3 separate regions of the Anas platyrhynchos genome follow, and all the other regions are linked to region 2. The links are chromatin contacts, called in public Hi-C maps. All regions are on one chromosome and are shown on one strand. Each heading gives the region's core, a stretch centred on a gene start, on an enhancer-like site or on the middle of the called end of the contact. The rest is flanking DNA. Distances are from core to core; before and after follow the strand shown.

Region 1 (3,899 bases), core at 806-3,305, 280 kb after region 2:
CTACACATGCTGGCACTCCATTTACAAGGAAATCCCTAAAGATAATCTGTAGAAGCATTCTAGCCTCCAAAAGCTCAAATCCTTTGACCATTGGCTAAAATCCAGTCATGGCTGCTGATGATAAAGCCAACTCTTTGCATTTTTATGAGAAGTTTTTTCTAAGATTGCAAAACATTATCATTATTAAATTTAGCAAGACCCAAAATCAAGTGAGAAGCAATAGGATTTCCATGTCAGCAGAGGAAACTATAGAAATGCTCTTGTCCAACATGGCAGAACCAAGAACAGGTCCTATTCTACACTTCACCTTCCTGCTACAGTAAGTACATTTTTAATTCTGGAAAGATGCAGAGTAAAAATACTTAGTACAGATAATGGGTAGACATTTCTAGAACGCTAGTTTAAAATCTACAGTAGTTACATCAACAAACAGAACAAGAATGACAACATTCACTAATGTGCTTGCCTTCAAAGGCTGCAATAGGTATGTATTAAACAGACAACAATTAAAAAATCTTACTGTACCACGGTTTTGATTAAATCCACCAAATAATAAAAAACTACAAGCTACAGTTGCTACGGATGCAGGTTTGTTTTGTTTTGGTTTTTTGCTTTTGCTTTTACAGTCATAGGCTACAATAATAATTTTCACTGTTCTTTTTATTATATTCTTTCACTTGTGGCCCTTTTTGTACAATAACTGACTTTTTTAGTCTTATCCATAATAGAGCTTTTGCAAATGTTATAATGCATGAGTCACAGTACTAACAGTAACACACTGCAACACCTTCAGCATGAAAAACAGACAACACTTTGGATGTCTCTTTTTGGAAAAGTCACATCTAACAGCACAAACCTGTTAGTACAACGCATGAGTTAGGAGCAGAGGCCATCAAACTAGCATGCACGGGGTCGTAAGATGTATAAAACACTAACACAAACAGCTCAGGAGCAAAAGAAGAAACCCTGTGGCTTGAGCAATCGTTAACACAGATACATACACCTAGAAATATGTACAAATGCCTGCACAAACTAGCTCAGTAAAAAAAAAATAAAAAAAATTTGAAGCAAGGTTTCCATATTATTTGCTGCCGCCAAGTGGCGATTATCAGTGGTGTGACATAAATTACAGCACAGCCACTAAGGCCAGCAAGTAAAAGCAAAACAAAACAAAACACTTCTTGTTTTGTCTTCTTCAATTAGCATCTGCTGTGGTGAAATCAGAGCTGAACTCTCCCTCTGGTATGGAAAAGGAACATGGCCTTATCCGGGCTTCAGAAGTTTTACCAAAAAAAAAGTGCTGTGTACCTGCTCCCCCCTACAAGGGCCTATTATCAGAGAAACTGGGATGTTTATTTCCTCAAACAATTATTCTCATAACGATTATGAAGAATTTTATCAGCGGTTACTTTCTGACCCTTTTACCTGTTGGGGAATGGAGGAAGGCGCTGACAGACTACTCCCTGCCGGCTGCATTCCGAAAGGCTCCAGCCTGCTTAGCACGTCTATCAGCTTCAAAAACTACCAGTTATGGCTCAGTTCTTACACGTGTTTTATTTCAAGTCATCCAGCGACATTCCTGCCAGAAAAGATAAGCAGCGTCACTTCTCCTGAGGGAACTAGACCAGAGACGCATTCCCAATCTACTTTACTTTTTGAATTAGCATATTTTGGCTTCAGCCACGTACCAACAGCTCTTTGGTGTCGGCACAACAATTATTTGCTGGTGAGGAGCACCGCTGAGCCCACAGCCATTTTGTGGGGCTCGTCCCAAACCCCATTTCCCTCATCCCCGCCAGGCCTGAGCACGCTGCCTTCGCGGACTGGCCTCGTCCAGCGCCCCCCATCTCCAAAACGCTACTCCCGTATAAAACTCAAGGACTAAACCCAACACTAAGGAGTCAGAGAAGCACCTAGCAGCTACTAGCAGCCGAGCCGCCCGCTTGTCCCCTCAGGGCGGGCCCCATGGCGGAGCGAGAGCGCTGCGAGGCGAGCGCTGAGGCGGCGCCTTCCCGCCCAGCACCGCCCCCTGACGGAGCGCGGAGGCCGGGCCGCGGCCATGGCTGAGGAAGGAGCAGCCAAACTGCGCCTCAAGCCCAGGAAGGCACCGGCAGCCTGCAGCCGGGAGCCCGGCCCTGGCTTGGAGCCCCCCCGGCGGCGCCAGTGAGTCCGGGCGGGACGGGGAAAGGGCTCCTCAGAAGCGGGGGGGGGGCGCGGCGGCGGGGCGGGCGGGGGGCGCGGAGCAGCGGGGCCGCCTCAGCCTCCCGTCCCCGGCCGAGGGTTGAGCACGGCCGCACCCTCAGAGCACGCCGTGGTCGTGCCGCCAGCACGTTGCTGGGAGCGTGAAAAGTTACTTCGTAAAACGCCGTCCGAAGCGTCCTGAAGAAATTTAAGTCGATTGCACTTCGTTAAAGTGCGCTGGGGCCCTGCGCCTTCTGCACGTTCCTTGGCACCAAGCAGCACCCCCAAGTATGGAGCCTGTGAGGAATGCTCGCTTATAAAAAACAATTTATGTATTTTTTTCTTCAGAATAAGACTCACAGGGACCAGAAATAAATTATTTTATTTATTTATTTTCCAGCCCTCTAGTAGCGGAGGGTTGAGAAAAGGAGTGAAGAGATAGGGTTCAGGTCTTGTTCCAGCCTGTTAGGATGAGCAAGTGTTCAGTCAGCTTCGCCCCTTCCAAAAACAGGCTTCAAAAGGCTGCTCTCTGCTCTCTTTGATGGCTTGTAATAATTGTCTGTGGTTTCTTCATTGTGCAGCATCATTCCTGGACTGTGACCCACAAAAACGCAGCGGTTGAAGTGAGAACACTGGAACTAGAATTCCCACATTGACAACCCATCTCTCTTTTCAGATTGGCTTTTATACAGCATTACTAACATAAAAACCCTTTTATGCTTGCTTTATAGTTAATCCTTTCTAATGCCTTCCTAGGAAGGATTAGATCAAGTTGTTTAGAAAGCTAATCAGTAATTTCAGAGTGCCACATGGGAATGACCAAGCACGCACAGGAACCAGTGCAGTTTCCTTCCTTACTGCGAACACTCTATGATTTCTGTGCTCAGCAGGTGTCAAGCTCAGTCTCTGAGAAGAAAACACCGTGCCTATGCTTAACTATTTCACTTGGAAGTAAAGACTAATAAATGCCTGTATCTCCTTTGTTATAAGTAGAAAGCAAGATGTTCTTTTTAAAAACAGTGATTCTGAAAGCTGTAATGCTTATGTAAGTCATGCTAGACTATAAAATGAGTTGATGGGCTAAATAATTTGTGTTCTAGAAAAATCTTGCTGTAGGCTAGACAGAGGTTCCCTTGGTAAACAAATGGTGTAATAAACAGCTATTTTTTTTTCCTCTACAGGGAGCCTTGGCTCTCTTTTTGATTGAAAAGTCCGTGTTTGTGCACTTACTGACAAATACTTTTTATGCACCTCTTGGTGGTTTGACATGTTAAAGTTGTCAAATATAATACTTATTTTAGCACATATAGTGCTACTTGATCAAGAGAAAATAGGTAAGAATGGAAATGTGTTGTGCAAAGGGATGAGTGACACCAATTTGCGGTCATAAAAACCCTAACATTGTGCTAAGCCATTAACAAAAGGGATCACCACACTAAGCCATTGAGTTGGGCTGGAACTGGTTAGTACACCATCAGCTATTGAAAATGTAATTTTAAAACTTCTGCCTTGATAAAGCAATATTTAGGAATAGCTATATCTTAAGAAACCTCAGAGTTACTTGAGGGGTAAGTCAAAATAATTAAAAGGCAAACTAATAGCAATGAGAAGTATTTCCTTCTCTCTTTCTCACCCCCAAACTATTGGATTCTCACTCTTCACAGGGCATTGGCTGACAAAAGTTCCTGGTTTGAAAAAGATGATTTAAATGAGTGTGA
Region 2 (3,361 bases), core at 788-3,287:
CAACAGGGGCAGGATTCTGGATTTGGGTTAAAAAAATAAAGTTACTTAGGGAATTATTTTTAAGTATGCACTTCTGCTACCAATCTTTACTTTTCACTTCTGTTAAGCTCAACAAAGCTTCATCATTCACTGGAATACATAAACCAAGCAAAATAAACTGGATTTTAAACAGAATCATTTTTGCCACATCATCAGAAGTAATCCATGACATTACTTCCTGGAGTCCCCTTCTGTGGGTGGGACTACAGCTCTGGGATAGCCGGAGTACTTTTGCTCCTGTGTCAGCACCTCAAGAGCCTCACGTGACCACACAGATCTGTGAAACATTACTAAGGAAAAAAAAAATCAAATAGAAACTCATACAGAACAGATATGGACGTTTTCATCACAGGCAAAAAGGCAGCAATTATTACGCTCCCCATCCCCTGCACTGCAGAGGAAAGAAATTACTCAGCACTATGAGCTGAGCAGCACTTTGTGCTTGATTTGGGGTGGGTTTGAAATGTCCAGGAATATAAGGGCATAACAAAAAACATCCAATCAATTGATCAGACAACAATTCTCTAAAGATGCCAAACCTCTCATATTCCCACTGGTCATTTTACAGCTATGTACACCCCAAATCTGTGCTAACAGCAGACCTGACATGCCCATCCTGCAAACCTGTTAACCTACATAGACCCACTGACAGATCGCGTACATGAGTCTACGCATGGCTTCCCGATGGAGTAGACACTTTGCTTGGTGTAAAAAGTTGTCATACATTGGATTACACGTGCCCATGTATCCTGCATGCATTTCTTCCCCAGCAGCCCAAGGAGCACAAGCAGCTAGTGCTGTGTCCCAGAAGAGCCCTCGCTGGCTCAGTTTCAGCAGCACAGAGTAAAGCACCACATGACAGAGCTGAAGAATTTCACTTACTATTTCTCACCGCCTTACAATATTTACTTAAAGAAGGCCTGTAATAAAACAAGAATCAAGAAAAGCGATCTTTGGCATCGGAGCTGGTTTACAGTTAAGGACCCAAGCCAGATCTCGGTGGTATGGGGGCACAATTAAACCCAAGCAACAGCAATTCCTCTCTCAGAACATGACACAGAACTTCACTGTTCAGCATAAGGAGTGGTGCCAACCCTCCAGCCAGACCCGTAATGCCAAGGATCAGAAGGACACACAGAAATTAACAAAAGAAACAAATGAATAGCTTGCTACAAGCAGAAAGCAGAATCGTACCCAAACTAAATTGTGTCAAAAAGCATCTCTCTGCTGAAAAATTCCAAGAGGGTGGACACAAGCTCTCCAACTGCTATGTGTTTTTAACCACAGCTATTATAGCAATACCATTACAAATGTCATTGCACCCTGGAGTTGTCAAAAATGCCATGACCTGGGGCCAGAAGTCATTTAACTCAGCTGCTGCAACGTCACACCGCGAGCACAGGCTTCCTTAACGTACGGATGAAGGTACCGGGGAAAAGCCGCTCTGCAGCTGGCCCGAGTTCCCTCATCTCGTGAGGGAAGCCGCCTTGCCCAGAAGCGACGGGCACGGAGCTGGCCGAGGAACGGGCACCGGGCAGCCACCCCCGGCACGACACCGCCGTAACCAAAGCAGCCGAACAACGGCACCGAATAAAACCCCCAGGGGAGAACAAAGAAAATAAATCGCAGGAGACGAGCGGCGCGGGGAGGGGCAGAGCGGGCCCGGGAGCGGCCCGGGAGCGGCCCGGCGCGGGGTGCGGCAACGGCCGCTGGGAGGGCGGAGCGGGCCCGGGGGCCCCAGGACCGGGCCTGGGGGTGTCGCTGGGGCTGCCCCCGGGGCTGCCCGTGCCGTCCCCTGCCCGTGCCCTGCCCGTGTCGCCGCTCCCCGCCCCCGGCCCCGCTACTCACCGGCGGCCGTGCCGGGCCCTGCCTTCCGCCCCCGCCCCCCGCCTCTGCCGCCGCAAGATGGCGGCAGGAGGGCAGCCGGCCCGCTTCCGCTTCCGGGACACGGCGGGAGGGGCGGGGAGAGGCTCGCTGCCAACCCGCCATTGGCGGCCACCGGGGGAAGGCGGGAGGACGCGGCGAGGGGAGGCAGCGCATGCGCAGATGGCGCGGGGTCGACCGAGGGCGGGCACGCCACGCCCCTCCCGCTGCCGAGCCAATGAGCGCTGGGCGGGTGGGGCCGGGGGCGGGGTCACGCAGGGGGCGGGAAGGCGGTGCCTGCAGGGCGCTGGGGCGGCGGCACGTGACCACGCTCGGGGGGGGGCGCTGAGGGGCTCGCGCTTCCCGCCCTTAGCGAGCTCCCGTCAGCGAGCCCCTGCAGAGCGCGTTGTAGCCAAACTCCGAAATACGCGTCCTGGAGGGAAAGCACTGCTCCTGTGGCCCTTTGTGCTCCTTAACACTTCTCTAAGGGCAGTTATTTGGTTTTCCATCTGCTCTTTCTGTACAGCTGGAGTGCTGTCGGCCGCCCTATGCAGCACAGGGCATCCCGGCAGAGTACGCTCAGTTCGCACCAGTACGTTTATTTTCCTCATTTTTAAAATACAGCGTCCTTTATAGTCTCTAAACCTGTTACGCTATCTGAACAGGAAGGCAAACGTAGCACCCACTGCTTATATCTTTTTAAACAATGTAGTAAAGTAGCTGTGGAACCTGCAGACTGCTGTGCAGGTCAAAGCGTCAGTTTCAAGAGTTCAGTGGAGGGTTTCTGCCTTTGTATACTTTGTAAATCCTTTTGGGTGTTGACGTTTAAATGCTAAGATAATGAGTAGGTGAGTCCAAAGCATGTGAAGATGCTAACAACACGGTCTAAATTTAATAATATAAAGGAGAAAAATATGAGAGTTCCCCAACACTTGTCAAAAACAGAGGTGGACATTCGTATGTGGAGAAGGGTTGGAAATTGCAATTGTACAATATATTGTGATATTTTCTAGGCCATGACCACCTGTTCTCCAAGAACAGAAGTGACTGTGAGGGCAAGTTTTTCAATGTGGAAATTACAGGGGACAGATTTCACCACAGGACATTAACACGTGAGCCTTTTTACTTGTTAAGCGTTATGTGTCTTTTTAATAAATAGGTCTTTATCCCCGTAAATTTTAATATATAACCAGAGCTGCCAAGCTGATTTAGTCTACATTGATGGTCTTTCATGACAGTTGTTAAAAAGTCATGTTTTTCAGATTTTCTTGCTGGCTTCCCAACTTAGGCTGAATTCACTTACCTCAGAAAGTTAATCAAATGTATTAACGGTAGAAACCAGTCACATGTATCATTAATTTTTGGTAAGTCTCAGTCCTTCAAAGACATACAGATGCAGACATGCTCATATGAAATGCTCCACAACACCAGGCCAAAGCTATCAAAGGATTTAAAGAAC
Region 3 (3,676 bases), core at 734-3,233, 410 kb after region 2:
GACACGAGTGACTATAGGAACCAATTCTGCTGCCAATTTAGACACATCAAGCTGAACTAAAAATAGCGGGTTTGTGGGTAATTCCTTGAGGACATCAGGTGAAGACAGCTGAGAGCCCTATTGCGTTACATTTGCATGGCTTCATGCCAACCTCACAACTACCAGAAGCTCAACACAGCAGCTTAAGCCTTCATGCAAGTTTTCTCTTGAAGAAACAAAAAATCCTGTTCAGTGCTGGCCAGCAACAGTCATAGTGCAGTTGGTATCAAAAGTGCCAGGAGAAACTCAATGTGATCTGATGTTCCTGTTTCCATGTTGTAAGACTCCAGGAAGGATGGAGCCCTTAATGTGAGGATAATATTGAAAATCTATCCGCAGAAATGCATCAAAGTTTTCCAGAAGGGTAAGTTTTCTGTTCCTGTAACTGTACTTCTGAACACTACGCTTTCAGACTTGAGTTTTGCATCTGTAATTGCTCTTGGATGGCCAGATGCAAACTCCTCTACTTTCAGAGAAGTGTGTATCTAAATACCTCGTGGTTCTCATCCAGCTCTATTTTAATAAGAAAGCATTTCACAGCCATGTATGATTTTTATAATCCTTAGAAGCTGCACCTAGCTCATTTCTAAACCAGAAAGGAAGTGACAGAGCAAGTCCTAGAGTCATACACCTCATCAATACATGTTGGGATTACCCAGTGACTTCAGAGGTTGTTTCACACTTATAAACGGAGCTTTTCCCAAGTGACCAATGATCCCATGACCCTGGGTGGTCCTGTAGGAAAGTAGTCCAGTCACCAACACGTGACATTACTGATCCTTAGAGGACTGGGCTTCAGCCCTATCAGCTGGAGAAGGAACCACTGAACCCAGTAACTTCCAAGCTACTGGGTCTGGCGTTGTTCCCAGTGTTTTGGCACCAATCCATGGCTCTTGCAGAAGAAACCTCTGTCAACCCAAGTCCAAATACATTTCCTCCTGTTGCATTAAAATCTCAGGGAAAAATAAGTAAATATAACTTGTGGTTTGTCACACTAATTACTGGAGGAGATTTTATACAAGCAGCCAAATACAAACCACTGAGGCACCTGAATACCAGCAAAATGCTCTTTTATTAGTTGATCTTCCCCTTTGTTCTCCAACTAAAACCTTTCATAATCCATTAATTAGTTCCCTGCTTTTTAGCTCTAGTTGCCTTTTTTTGTTGCTTACCCAGCCACATAGCACAGCCACTGTGACTGATCATCTTTCACATGGGCTGGCAGGAGGGGTTTTGGCATGTAACTGACCTCTGCTGTATCGGTGCTGGCAAGGTGTCTGACCTTTAAATCACCTACTCTGAAGCAGAAATAAGCCGTGTTCATTCATACACAGTGGATGTGGGTGACCTTTGATGGATGTTTTGCTCTTCCCTGATGAGGGCAGGACTGCTGTAACCAGCCAGGGGAGAGTTTTGATGCAAAGGGCTGCGTGCAGGGCTTCACCATGATGGGAACTGCAGAAAAGTTGTCGTTTAGAAGGGGAAAAGCTGCTGTAATAATTGCTATAGTTGAAGTAATGAAACAGTTTCTGGAAAGTTTTTACCAAATAGTATCAACGCTATTGCAAGGCAGACATAACAACATGAAGGTCCTTAATTTATACATTTGAAATGTTGAGCACGGTTAAATTATTTTGGAGCAAGGCCATTTCCGGGGAGTAGATGATGCCTTTTCATTCATCTGTGCGTTTTAAAAAGACTTTCTACAAAGGGAAACACTCTGCTTTCCCAAACCTTTTTTATTTATTTATTTTTAATATTTTCGATCCTTTTCCACGACTCCTCCACCATCTCTCGCACGCTGCACAGGCAGAAGAGTGTCCAGCACACGAAGCCGCCGTCGGCCTCCCGCGAAAAGCGCCGAGCCGCAGCCCCGCGGCCGCCCAGCCGGAGCCGGGAGCGTTGCGCACCCCTCGGGGCCGGCGCCCCCGGAGCCGCTCCCGCAGCAGCCCGGTCCCGGCCCCGCCTCGGCGGCTCCTCCCCCGGCGCTGCCGCCTCCGGGCCCCGCTCGCCCTTGAGGCGGTCCACGGCCCCGCTCCTCTCCTCCTTTCGGTGACATCGCTCCGCGCCCCTGCCCGCGGCTGGAGGCGCTCCGACCGGTGAGTACCCAACGCCGGGCGAATCTGCGCCCACCCCGCTCCAGTGACCTTAGCGGAGCAGAGGGGTACTCGCTCCTGGCCGCCCAGTGCTGCTTTTTTTTATCCCCCAGACCCGCACCGGCTCGCAGACGTGGCCCGGCTGGCCTTGCTGCGCCTCCCCAGGGTCTTCTGCAAAGGCAGCCCCCCCTGTCACCTGCAGCTCTGCTGGGACGCCGCACTCTGAAACGTGTCAGAAGCTCTCCCCTTTTCTTTGTACGTAGGTAGCTCTGAATAAAACATTCCTGGAGCTACGGAGTACACAGAGCTGTGAAGCACTGAAGCTTTCATAGCACTGGAGCTATGAAAAAGTAATTTAAAAGTATCTGGGAGAAGTAGGAAGTTAGGCTGGGTTAAGGAGCTGGACTCAAAGATCCTTGTGGGTCCCTTCCAACTCAGGATATTCTGAGACTCTGTGAGCGTTTGCTGTGGCACTTCACCCTTGTTAAGGTGAAATAACTGCCTCATAGTTCTGAGAATCCAGCACGTGTAGTTCTCTCTCCTAAGCAACAGCAAAGTTCCACTTTGAAAACAGTTCTTCACCCAGGACCCCGCTTACACAGTGGGATTTGTGTGCTCGCAGCTGGAGTAATGTTACAACCATGAGGAACAGTCCTCTGAAACTAAATCAGGGGTGTTTTTGTTCCATATCCCAGATGATTGCTTTTCCTTTTTCAACTCAAAAATGTGTTCCCTGACATGTATTTCCTGCTTGAGTGCAGATACTTAAACCAGTGAATTATCCACCTTCCTTCACAGATGCCCTCAGAACATGTCTAACTGGACAAGTCTGTGGTATGTCTGGTAAGTCGATTGTTAATCTTACTAACCTCGGAGTAATTTGACATATAGTAAATAATAAGCAGTAATTGCAGTAAAACAATGGGAATGCTCCTTTCAAGACACAATGTGGGAAAGGGTTTCTCCTGTTTTATGAAAGCCACCAGTGGAATGACCGCATCGCAGAGGAGATACGGTGTCAGGCGGGACGGAGCATTCATCTAGGGATATGTCATCTTTCCATTCTGAGTACGCTCAAGTTCAGCCATAGCGCTTGCTTGTTCTTCCTAAATAAACAACTTTGAGCACAATGGCAGCTGCCCAGAACGGGCTCGTTAGGGCTTGGCACTGCGCTGCCTCCTGTGCAGTCCCCAGCTCACTCCCTTTTATGGGACACAGCACCGTTAGCTTGTGGCGCGGGTTTGTCATTCTGAACTCAGGGTGATTTTACAAAACTGTTCCCTGGCTGCTTGACTGAAAGGGGAAAAATAATGGTGAGTAAAAGGCAAAGGGCTCGCCACAAGTGGGTTGGTCTCTGGCCTAGGTCATGCATTGTATGTACCCTAACATTGGAGTTTGCATTCTGTCACATACCATTAATTTTGATGACATGCAGAGTGAGTTGGTTACTTTTCATTGTCATTCTTTGCTTTCTTAGAATGTGTTGATATAGAGCCATTTAAAAATACATATTATACAATGTATTTTAAGGCTTCTGCAAT

The links. Hi-C and Micro-C count contacts between places; a contact is called where the count stands out from the background.
Region 1: a contact with region 2 is called in a Hi-C map of subcutaneous adipose tissue, with 4 times the contacts expected there. The contact joins the promoter of SKI here to the promoter of RER1 in region 2. A contact is called at or near these places in 2 of 8 Hi-C or Micro-C datasets (liver and subcutaneous adipose tissue).
Region 3: a contact with region 2 is called in a Hi-C map of subcutaneous adipose tissue, with 2.6 times the contacts expected there. The contact joins the promoter of TMEM52 here to the promoter of RER1 in region 2. A contact is called at or near these places in 4 of 8 Hi-C or Micro-C datasets (liver, skeletal muscle and subcutaneous adipose tissue).

What each region holds. Positions count from the first base shown.
Region 1 is chr22:360,822-364,720 of IASCAAS_PekinDuck_T2T, reverse strand. It overlaps SKI (SKI proto-oncogene), which reads right to left and starts at 2,055. Exons shown (of 11, transcript XM_021266591.4): 1 at 1,914-2,055; 2 at 1,426-1,579. It overlaps FAAP20 (FA core complex associated protein 20), which reads left to right and starts at 2,029. Exons shown (of 4, transcript XM_027443291.3): 1 at 2,029-2,163; 2 at 3,846-3,899. The coding sequence starts at 2,060.
Region 2 is chr22:637,397-640,757 of IASCAAS_PekinDuck_T2T, reverse strand. It overlaps RER1 (retention in endoplasmic reticulum sorting receptor 1), which reads right to left and starts at 2,037. Exons shown (of 7, transcript XM_027443160.3): 1 at 1,888-2,037.
Region 3 is chr22:230,353-234,028 of IASCAAS_PekinDuck_T2T, reverse strand. TMEM52 (transmembrane protein 52) reads left to right here and starts at 1,983. Exons shown (of 4, transcript XM_027443290.3): 1 at 1,983-2,138; 2 at 2,934-2,978. The coding sequence starts at 2,947. The region is part of intron 3 of GABRD (gamma-aminobutyric acid type A receptor subunit delta); the gene reads right to left. All of the region lies in intron 38 of CFAP74 (cilia and flagella associated protein 74), which reads left to right.